Linked DNA regions of Sus scrofa: region 1 is linked to region 2. Evidence: chromatin contacts called from public HiChIP or PLAC-seq data. All regions are on one chromosome and are shown on one strand. Each heading gives the region's core, a stretch centred on a gene start, on an enhancer-like site or on the middle of the called end of the contact. The rest is flanking DNA. Distances are from core to core; before and after follow the strand shown. Region 1 holds the start of USP33 (ubiquitin carboxyl-terminal hydrolase 33). Region 2 holds the start of FUBP1 (far upstream element-binding protein 1).

Region 1 (5,356 bases), core at 1,210-3,709, 240 kb after region 2:
TGGGAACTTCCATATGCCACAGGTGTGGCCATAAAAAGAAAAATAAATAAATAAAATTTAAAAATAAACAAATTTGCTTGAACTCTGCAATAACAGAACATGCCTTGATAAAGTTTCAACGTAGGAATTTCTGGAGCAAGGACCTTTGCCTTTTGTCTATTTAGTTGTCTCACTGATTCACGGAAATACATATGCATATATACATACACATACTTACATCTGAGCTCTTTATTAGCTATATATATTTCTTTTTTCCTTTTTTAAACTGAATTAATTTTAATACATTTATAGTTGTACAATGATCATCACAACACAATTTTACATTATTTCTATCCCAAACCCCAGCCCATCCCTCCCAGCTATATATATTTCAAATGTCTTCTATTTGCTGGCTTGTCTTTTCATTTCTTTTTTCTTTTTTTCAGTTTTGGGCACACCCTCAGCATATAGAAGTTTCCTGAGCCAGGGATCGAATCTCAGCCGCATCTATGACCTACACCACAGCTGCTGCAACAGTGGATCCTTAACCTACTGTGCCAACTGGCAACGCCCACCACAGAGACAAATTGGCTCATTAACTGCTGAGCCACAGCAGGAACTCAGACTTTTAATTTCTTAATGGTGTCTTTTAACATAAAGATGAGTTTCTATAGGTGACAAAACTTTTGGCAGCAATATTACTTAATAATGGAAATAGTTTCAAACCTCTTTTTTCAAAATGCTCTTTTCATTGCACAAGTTTCTTTCGAAAAGCAGTTCTTACCCATTTTTGAAACACCACTTTTACTATGAGGCCATAGGTTAAATATAAACACTAAAATTTTTTTTGTATTTAGTATATTGCTGACAGCCACTTATCAGAGCAAAGGTCACAAAATTTAATACACTTGTTTCTTCTTTTTTTTCCAATAAGCCCATACAACTCTGGAGTTCCTGTTGTGGCACAGTGGAAATGAATCTGACTAGTATCCGTGATGATGCGGGTTTGATCCCTGACCTCAGTGGGTTGCGGATCTAGCACTGCCGCGAGTTGTGGTATAGGTCGCAGACAATGTTCAGATTCCAAGTTGCTGTGGCTGTGGTGTAGGCTGGCATCTACAGCTCTGATTGGGCCCCTAGCCTGGGAATTTCCATATGCCGCAGGTTCGGCCCTTAAAATAAACAAAAAAACCCCATAGGACTCCTTTAATTCAGATAGCACTTTGTTTCAAAACATCAGGAAACAAATGATTTTCATGATCATTCTCATCTCTTTTTTTTGTTGTTGTTTGTTTTTTGGTCTATTTTGGGGGCAGCACCGTGGCATATGGAAGTTCCCAGGCTAGGGGCCCAATCGAGCTTAGCTGCCAGCGTACACTACAGCCAGGGCAACATCAGATCCGAGCCGCGTCTGCTGCATCCACCGCAGCTCTCCGCAACACCTGATCCTTAACCCACTCGGATCAAACCGGAGTCCTCATGGATACTATTTGGGTTCGTTACCGCTGAGCTACAGCAGGAACTCCATCATTCTCTTATCTCTTTAAGGAGGAGTATAAATATTTAAAAACATTTAGATATTTGATTTAAAAATTTAACCACATTGCTGACATCCTGTAGACTGCAATATTTTGAAATATGCTGATACTCAGTGAATTCAGGATAGGTGAACATTTATGATGCAAACTGAGACCTTAGTATCAGTCCCTACATAGAATGTTGACAAAGATTCCTTTCTTCCATTTTTACCAAATGAAGAGAATTAGAACCTCTCATATTTTCTACTTGTTTCAGATGGATTTTGAGCATCTTACATAACACTTGAGAAAAGCGCGCATTTGAGAGACCAAAAAGTTAGAGGTAAACAGATACTTCGAAGGTGGCAATTTTAACACTTAATTTATATTAATTTCACTGTTTTTACTGTTTGCATATCAATCACTTGAGAGAATATTAACAGATCCATGAATTAGAAGGGAGATCTCTTCCAATGCTCTAGTCACTAAGCAGGTACTAAGGTTTCAATAAATATTTGATTTGATCTTGATTTTGGCCTAAGGGAAAATGAAAGCGATGACTTTCTACTTTCTAGACGTAGAAAGCGGAACACAATGATTTTCAGAGAGTCTAGGCCCGAAGAATTTGGGAGAAGGAAGAGGAAAGGAAGGGAAAGCGTTGAATTAAGTAGTCTAACATTTCTTTGTGTAAGCTCAGAAACCTGAGGTCATTCATCGGGCAGCCGTAATGCAACTTCTGTAATGCAAGGTCGTAATGTGGTCTAGAAGAGGGGGAGAACACGTGTAAAAACGAAAGGTGCCCCAAATCTACAACTACTCTACACGGTTCCTGTGCTCCTAGCTACTTTGGAAGCCCCATTGGTGAGAGCAGCCTGGGTCCCCGCACCTGGACTCGGCGCCGTGACCACGCCCCGGAGGCGGGGCGGCCTCTCCCAGCAGCCCCGCCCCGCTCTCCCGCGACGCCCGAGGCGCCTGCGGCGGCCGCGGAGACACCGGAAGGAGCCGCGGCTGCTGCGGGAAGTGGCCGGTGCGGGAGGCGGGGACCCCGTGGGCTGAGCTGCGGAACGTTTTCCGGCGCTGTATATGCGACACCGCCCCTCTCCCAGGCAGGGGAGTAAAAGAAGAGTTGGTGGAGGAGCGGCCGCAGGCCATCGTTGGCCGCGCTGGCGGGTCCCTTGGGGAAGGCCGTGGAGGTGAGCGCGACGCTGCTGGGAGGGGCGCGGGGCCGAAGGGCGCATCGTCTGCGGCCGGGCGCTGGTCTGTGTTCTCACTCCCGCGCGGCGACGCTGTGACTGCTGTAGCGGCGTCTTTTTCTTGGTCTGGGGTGGGGGTGGTGGGTGCGCGGGCGGGTAGAAGGCCTAGGCCCTTCCAGTGCTCTGCGCTGCAAGGATGATTGGTGCCCACCCCGAGGGGGGTCGGCGGAGGACATGAGTCGGGGGTAGATTTGAGGCGGGGTCCGCAGGGTGTGCTCCCCCAGGAAGCGGAGGCAGGAGGGGTGAGGCAAGTCCCTGCGAGAGGCTCCGCTCCTTTCCTTGGTCTCCCCATTACATCTTGCCAGTCCCTCACGGCGAACGCAGAAGATTGAAACCCCGCAGCGCGCTGGCTACTGGATTCTGGTTTCGCTTTGCGGCGCAGTTGGCATGATCGGACCCATGCGTACAGCCCCAGGGGCCCCGTTATTCGTTGTTGTCAGCGGGAAGACCTGGGTATTGTCGTCCCTGGAATTTTTCTCCGACGAATATTTGATCTTGACTTTTCAGAGGCTACCCCTTGCTGTCTGGCCATCTGCAGCTTTTGTTTGAGTCAGTTTCCACGGTGTGTGTTTTCCCAGACCTTTATTCTTACATATTTACCTACTACAAAACGCTCTTCATTTGAATACTTACAGGTTGCAGGTGGAACTGTTGGATGATTCTAGGTGTTTCGCTGCACTCACGTATTTTTAGGGTTTGCTTTCTCATATAATTGGTATTAGGCCGGGAAAATTGGGCCAGAGGGGAAAAAGACTGGCAGGAGCATAGGCTCTAAACTGACGCTGAATTTTTAACCACAAGCATTTCGACTTCTTGCTCAACAGAAGAATTTTATGTAGAATTGTAGAATTTTTTAGTTTAATCAGATTATTTTTCTTTTAAGGAAAGCCTGTTTCAAAAACTGATGAGGCTATTTTAGTTCCGTTTCTGGTTGAGGCAGTTATATCATCTGGAAAGCTCTGACTAATGCGGATAATAGATTATTTGATTTGAACCTAATGCAAATATTATTAGCGACTTCATGCTATTAATATAAACAGGGGAAAAAATAGGAATCTTATTGAAAGACAATGCTAATTTTAAGAAAAAGTGGTAGTAATTGTTACATTATGCCAGGCTTTCTGTTATTTACTTTGACAGGGTTGAAAGAAAAAAGGACAGTACAAAAAATATTCCAGGAGTAAAATATCTGACCTCCTGCTGTATACAAGAGGAATAGTCTACTTAAGATTACTTCTTATTTTTGATTTGGTTTATTGCTCCTTTTCAATTTTTTTGTCTTTTCTGGCTATTTATAACCTGCCAGTAAGCAAATAACAGTGCAGTTTTAATAGCATTGGATTGTAGTAAATAATTATTCTAATCTTTATTTGAAATTCAGAGTTAAGGAGATGTCTTAGGTTTATGTATTGCCATTAGAATTCTAATGACCTTTCACATGTACAGTCTTCTTTGAGCCTTATGCCAATCCTCTTGAGTTAGGAATGCCAAGAAAAGTCTTTTCTCATGACGGAAGCATTTCGAGGTTGTGTATGGATCAGAATTTCCTTGAAGCCGGAAGTAATCTTGCTGAACAATCTTTGATATAAATTGGAATTGATATTGGAGCACTGTGAACTATAACACGTGGCAGGCTGTGGACTCTGCAAGGAAAATGAAGTACATAAATGTGAAAGATTTTTTGGTGAGAAACATGAAATGTAGTCATTTCTAAAAATAAAAGAATAAGTAACAGCTTTTATATATACATATTTTTAAAAACTTTCTAAAAAAAGTCTACATGTGACTTCAGAAGCATTTTGGCAAATAGGATAGTTCCAAAAACTCTGAGATGAGTACAATTGATTTGTCCATAAAAAGGAGCACAAATTTTGTACAATATAGTATATATCAAGAGAACTAATACTTAAGAAACATGCGTATATCAAAATAAATGTTCCTTTCAAAAGTTACTTTAGAAGGCTAAGGACTTCAATATCTATAAGTCTACCAGAGGGAAAAAAAAGCTCTTTGGAAAAGAAAAGAATGAAACATGGTTTATTTCCTTAAAGAATTTAGAGTCAGGTTTGTAGTCAAGTAGGGTAGTTTTTTACACAACTACAGTAAAGTGTCTTATGACTATTTTAATCGGGAATTTAGGTATGAGAGACGTGATCGAATCTTGGTAGAGATGATATTTGAGACGAATGAGCTTTGCAACGTTTTCAGTGAATATCGGAGGACATTTGTAAAATGAATAGATTATTGCCTTCCTGGAAAAGTCCAAATTATATTTGAGACAGGGTAGGTAGAACAATTATGATTTATATGTTAGTAATAGGAGATGAAAAAGACAAATGATGAAAGACTTCATTGAAGATGAAGTCAGAAAAGGTATGTGAGGAGTTCGTGTTGCAGCTCAGCAGTAATGAACCCGACTAGTATCCATGAGGACTTGGGTGTTATCCCTGCCCTCGTTCAGTGGGTTAAGGATCTGGCGTTGCTGTGGTGTAGACTGGCAGCTACAGCTCTGGTTCATCCCCTAGCCTGGAAACTTCCTCATGCCTTGGGTGTGACCCTAAAAAGACACGTCCCCCCCAAAAAAAAGAAAGAAAGAAAGAAAAGGTA
Region 2 (5,454 bases), core at 2,640-5,139:
CTCAACTTTTATTATCTTTACTAATCTTTTCATTCTATTCTTTGATAACTCTAAATGTCCCTACTATACTTTCATAAGCTTAACAATACTGACTTTTGCTTCAACCCGAGGATGAAATATGGAACACCAATTTCTATAATGAGTGACTATAAAATACAATTCAGCCCAACGTTTAGCCAATCTCTCAAAGCACAATAAACCAGTTTTTTTTTGTTTGGTTGGTTGGGTTTTTTTTTGCTTTTTAGGGCTGCACCTGTGGCATATGGAGGTTGCCAGGCTAGGGGTCTAATAGGAGCTGTAACTGCTGGCCTACACCACAGCCACAGCAACAGTGGATTGGAGCCGCATCTGCAACCTACACCACAGCTCACAGCAATGCCAGATCCTTAACCCACTGAGCAAGGCCAGGGATCGAACCCGAAAACTCATGGTTCCCAGTTGGGTTCATTGACAGCTGAGCCACGATGGGAACTCCCACAATAAACCAGTTTTAGATTAGCTATGATATATCCACTTTTAAAAAGAATTACATTGCAAGGAGAAATGTTATAATAAAATTATCTAAAGTAAATGTTATAATAAAATTATCTACTTTTCTGGTTAAGAAAAGTACAAATGGCTTCAAGATGACTAAATGGAGACATATAGCCAAATCAAAAGTCACTGGTTAGGGAGTTTCCTGGTGGTCTAGTGGTTAGGACTTGATACTTTCACTGCTATGGCTCAGTTCAATCCCTTGTCTGGGAACCGAGATTCCCATAGCATACTGCTGTATACGGCAAAAAAAAAAAAAAAAGACCACAGGCTATAGTTTTCCCCCAGTTCAGCTGCTAATACAGGAGGATCCTGATTCTATCAAAACTAAGATTTGAACACAGATGTTTAATTCAAAAAAAAATTATAAAAGTGGAGTATCATGGATTATCCTTTCCTAATTATGAAATACCAGAAGGCAAATTCTATGTTTAGTAATACCAATTTCCATTTGATAGCACTTTCTGGTTTCTGAAGAGCTCACAGGGACACCTCATTAACAACACCAATGCATGTTAGGATCATCATGTAGCTGAGAAATCTGAGACACAGAGACTAAGTTCACTTGCCCAAGGTCAAAAAAAAAAAAAAAATCAATAAAAATGTGGGGGTGGATTTTTTTCAATATTTGTTCATTCAACAAATATCTAGATTGCTAAGACTGTTTGTTAGAGACTAGTCAATGGTAGAGAGAGACCAGGCCCTTCCTCTCCAGGAGTTTACATTCTAATGGAAGAGAAAGAGTAAAGAAGTAAACACATACAACATAGATAATTTTAGATAAATGCTATAAAGAGAACAAGGTAATTGGAGAGTCACTGACTACAAAATGGCACAACCAGAGGTCGGAGATTGTCTAAGGAGATGATACCTGAACTGAGACCTGAATGATGAGGACAAATCATCCAGGTAAAGGTCTCTAAGAACATCTGAGACAGGCAGAGGAAAATGCAAGTACGATGCCCTAAAAGCAGAATGATCTTGCTCAAGTGGAATGAGGAAAAGGAGTGTTTAGAGAGTAGGCTGACTATGTGGAGTCCATAGAACATTCCAGGAGATAGGTGAGATGATATGATTTACGCTTTATCTTTCGAGCTGCTATATGAAGAGACAATTGTAATACAATCAGGTAGAGGCACCCTTGAGCTTCAAAATACTGCTAATGGATCTAGTACTTGGAGAACATTCCTAGAAAGTACATACATGGATGCTTTTTGAGACCTCATATATACATTATACACTTTATGAAACTTCATAATTTTTAATGGTAAATTGTAAAGATGTAAGGGTGGAAGCAGAAAAACCAACTAGAATGCTACTGTAACAGTCCAAGACTGAGGTTTTGGTTAACTCAGGAGCAGTGGGAGCTGAAAAGTACGGGAATGTGGAATATACCTCTGAAGCATAGTAAACAAGTCTTCTTGATGGAAAAGCAAGAGCAGCAATCAAGATGACCAGTGGTTCTCACTGTGGAGTGATTTTTGCTGCCCAGGGGATATCTGCAATATCTGGAGACATTTTTTTGTTGTCACAGTTGGTATGGGAGGGTTGAGCTGCTGGCACCTACACGTAGAAGTCAAGGATGCTACTTCACTACAATGCACGGTAGTAGTACAAAACAAGAATTATCTGGCCAAAAAATGTCAATAGTGCTGAGGCTGAGAAATCCTGCTCTAGACTGATTCTAAATTGTTCCCATCCTAGAATACCTATACTTCCAGAAGAATCTACCAAAAACTAGAAATGGAGGTCTTTACTTAGTTTTAATATTTAGAGACAACTAAAACTGTGGTATACACGAACTAAAGTTTATCTCTCTGGTTAACACTATGTTGATTAAGACATTTGTATATAAGTCTAATTAGTAAAATATGAAAAAATCAATTACCAATTAATAAATGTCATTTATTGGGCAGACTAAAACAATTGAAAAAATACTATTTAGTAATACCACCCAATGCTGCTTTTAGTTGGTTTTTTTTTTTTTACCAGTTATGCTTAAATCTGTAGTCCAATAAATTCACTGCTTTCCCAAATACAAATTTCCCCCAAATCTAAATAGATGGCTATGCACAATTAAAAAGATAATCAGAGCTATAAATGGATAGGATGGTAAGAAAAGCTCATTAGAGGGAAATGATGCCCCACGTGTATCTCTGTGCATGTAACTGCTTGGTTATCTGACTTATTTTAGTCCTTGAGCAAGTGAACCCAGTAATTTTAAGTATCAAGAAGACTGCAGCACACAGTTCTCTCTACTCATCACCAGCAATGGGACAAGTACACTTTGAAACCTAATTCACAAAACCCAAAACACTTTACTTGGTAAAGTTCACTTTACCTCATTCTTTGTCCCCTCAAAGGAAAGAATTTAGGGGTAAAAAATCACTGCGATCGACTCCTAAAGCATCCTAATGAGTCTGAAACTACTACCATTAAATTATATGCTACGACATGAGCTGAAGGTCTGAAGGAACGTCGGAAATTACCCAGTAACTGAAGTAGATAACAGAAAATACAAATAATAACAATCGTCATCATCATCTAGCCCTGGGACGGCAATACAACACATTATATTTGAAATCTCACAGGCTGCAGCTGGGGAAAACTATTTCTAAGAAGCCATATGGTCAATTTTGGTCAGGAAATGGATGCTGTTCTCAACTTCAAGGAGCTCAGTAAAAGTGGCCAGGGATACGTACACACACACTAGGTTACAAAACCTGTTTAAAACTGAGTTTTAGGAACAATCACGGTAAGGTAAAGAAAAAGGCAATCATAACCTCAGAGCCTCACTCACATTATTTGCACAAAACCTTCGAAATAAGCTCCAGAACTAAGGCCCCCACCCTGAATTCATCCCCTCTTGTGATAAAACTAAGAAATCTGACAATCTACAAGTAAAATACAGGGACACTTTACTACCCTGAAAATCACGCCGCGTTCCCGCTAGGCCGGGCAGACGTCTTCCGGAGCATCATCGCGCCGCGTAGCTCGCCCAATTCTCCCAGGTGCACTTCTGGAGGCAGCGCTCTCAAGAGTCACTGTTGCGCTGTCGTTACGCCTATCGACGTCATCCCTTCCCCGTGGATACACTGCACGACCCTCGGAGGGAAACCCACCCACACTACTTCCCTGAGCCGGCGACTGATAAGAAACTACTCCTTTTCTTCGGGCTTTCCAAAACTCGAACCATTGGCGCCCGCACTGCCAGTCTTACCCACCGCCCCCGTGTGACCACCGCACAACTTCAACCTAAGAACACAAAGAGGAGGTGCCTAAAGGACCCCCATTCTCGCGAAACCTAAAGACAATTCTCGCGACATCTCGCTGCCTTCGCCCTCCCCAGCCCCACCCCCATACCAGCTCGTAGCCTCAAAACACCGCGAGATTTTCTCCTTTCAGTCTCCGCCCCTTTACGGCACGATGGTCGCACAAGAATGTGATACAGCCTCGACGGCCGCCATTTTCTTTCTTTCTTAGCAGTTGGCAGAGGGGTCTCTACGAAGAAGCGGTAGCGGCCACTGTAGTGTAAGCATGGCAGATTATTCAACAGTACCTCCACCCTCCTCTGGCTCAGCTGGTGGTGGAGGCGGCGGCGGCGGCGGTGGAGGAGTTAACGATGCTTTCAAAGATGCGCTGCAGCGAGCCCGGCAGGTAAGTCAGGACCGCGCGGCGGGATCCCGATAGCTCACGGTAATTGGCCGCTGGCTGAGTAGGCCGCTACTTCGCGCCTGAGCGAGAGAAGTGCCCTTCCGGGCTCTGAATTGTGAGAAGTCTCCCGTTTCCCCACGTTGGTGTTGCCGACGAGAGGCTGGAATTCGGTTTTGTGTCCTCGGCGTTTAAGCCACTTGGAACCCCGACGCGAACTACGCGAAGATGGCTTTAGGTTTTTCTCCCGCTTCTGCGGCACTCACGCTTTTTTCTCCAAGGAGTTAAGATTTCCTTTTTCTCAGAGTGAACATCATCCTCCATGGGATAAAGCGCGCGTAGTTTTACACAATAGTGTGGAAGCTTCTGGTAATGAGTTTGGCAAAGGACTAGGGTCCGTCCGCAGGAGCCATAGTAAGGAAAGGTATCTGTCATTAAAGCATTTTTTAGACTTTCCAGCCCATTCGAGCTCTCTCGCAATTAATCTTTCGGTGGCCATAAGCTTTCACACCTACAAGAATTATGAGAGCACTGGTATCCCGGGTTGGAATCCCTCCTCAGGGCGGGATTGACTTGTCTTCTACCGTTCCTTCTCTCTTATTTCTCAAAATGGCTTCAGGCCCATTATACCCGAAGTTTCAATTTGAATCTACCTCTCAGTTCGGAGTCGTAAACTGAGCAGACCTCTTTGTATTACGTAGGTGCGTACATTTGCCCTGAAGTCACTTCTTTCCTAAGCGAAAGCTGTTTTAAAAAAAAGTATGTTGTGCTCCAGGATGTAATTTGAACTTTGCCTTCGTTAAATTCCCTTAATATAATTGTAACTTTAGAATATTGTTGGTGTGGACTTGGTGTTTAAGCAACAGTAAGAATCTTGTTAAGACCCAATGCACATTAGGTGCTAGACGCTTTTTGAGTAGGCTGTTAAACTAATGGTAATCAGAAACTAATCTTGTGGTGTATTTTCATTGCATTAGAAGTTGACTTCCTTAACCTACTTTTCACCCTCCAGTTGGTTAAAGGATTGTTTGAGTCAAAATCCATAAAATCTGTAGTAATGTAGCAAATTGCCCGTACTTTTATAGTATGAACATATTAATAAAAATGTACCTGTGCTTGTTTATAATCAAAAATATTCCAGAGTCAACAGAAAGACATTAATAAATACTAAGTCTGTGATTTCTTCACTTAATATTTATTTTTTCTGAACAAGTTTAGAATAGCAACTGAAACATTTATCATGACAGGGACTCTGTTAGACGGGTTTTA

The links. HiChIP or PLAC-seq counts read pairs in DNA pulled down with a chosen protein or histone mark.
Region 1: a contact with region 2 is called in an H3K27ac HiChIP or PLAC-seq map of skeletal muscle. The contact joins the promoter of USP33 here to the promoter of FUBP1 in region 2. A contact is called at or near these places in 1 of 5 promoter capture datasets (fetal skeletal muscle) and 2 of 2 datasets of contacts at active chromatin or transcription factors (alveolar macrophages and skeletal muscle).

What each region holds. Positions count from the first base shown.
Region 1 is chr6:135,521,913-135,527,268 of Sscrofa11.1, forward strand. It overlaps USP33 (ubiquitin carboxyl-terminal hydrolase 33), which reads left to right and starts at 2,460. Exons shown (of 21, transcript XR_002345137.1): 1 at 2,460-2,689.
Region 2 is chr6:135,277,585-135,283,038 of Sscrofa11.1, forward strand. It overlaps FUBP1 (far upstream element-binding protein 1), which reads left to right and starts at 3,890. Exons shown (of 20, transcript XM_021096436.1): 1 at 3,890-4,191. The coding sequence starts at 4,072. It overlaps DNAJB4 (dnaJ homolog subfamily B member 4), which reads right to left and starts at 3,792. Exons shown (of 3, transcript XM_021096446.1): 1 at 3,460-3,792.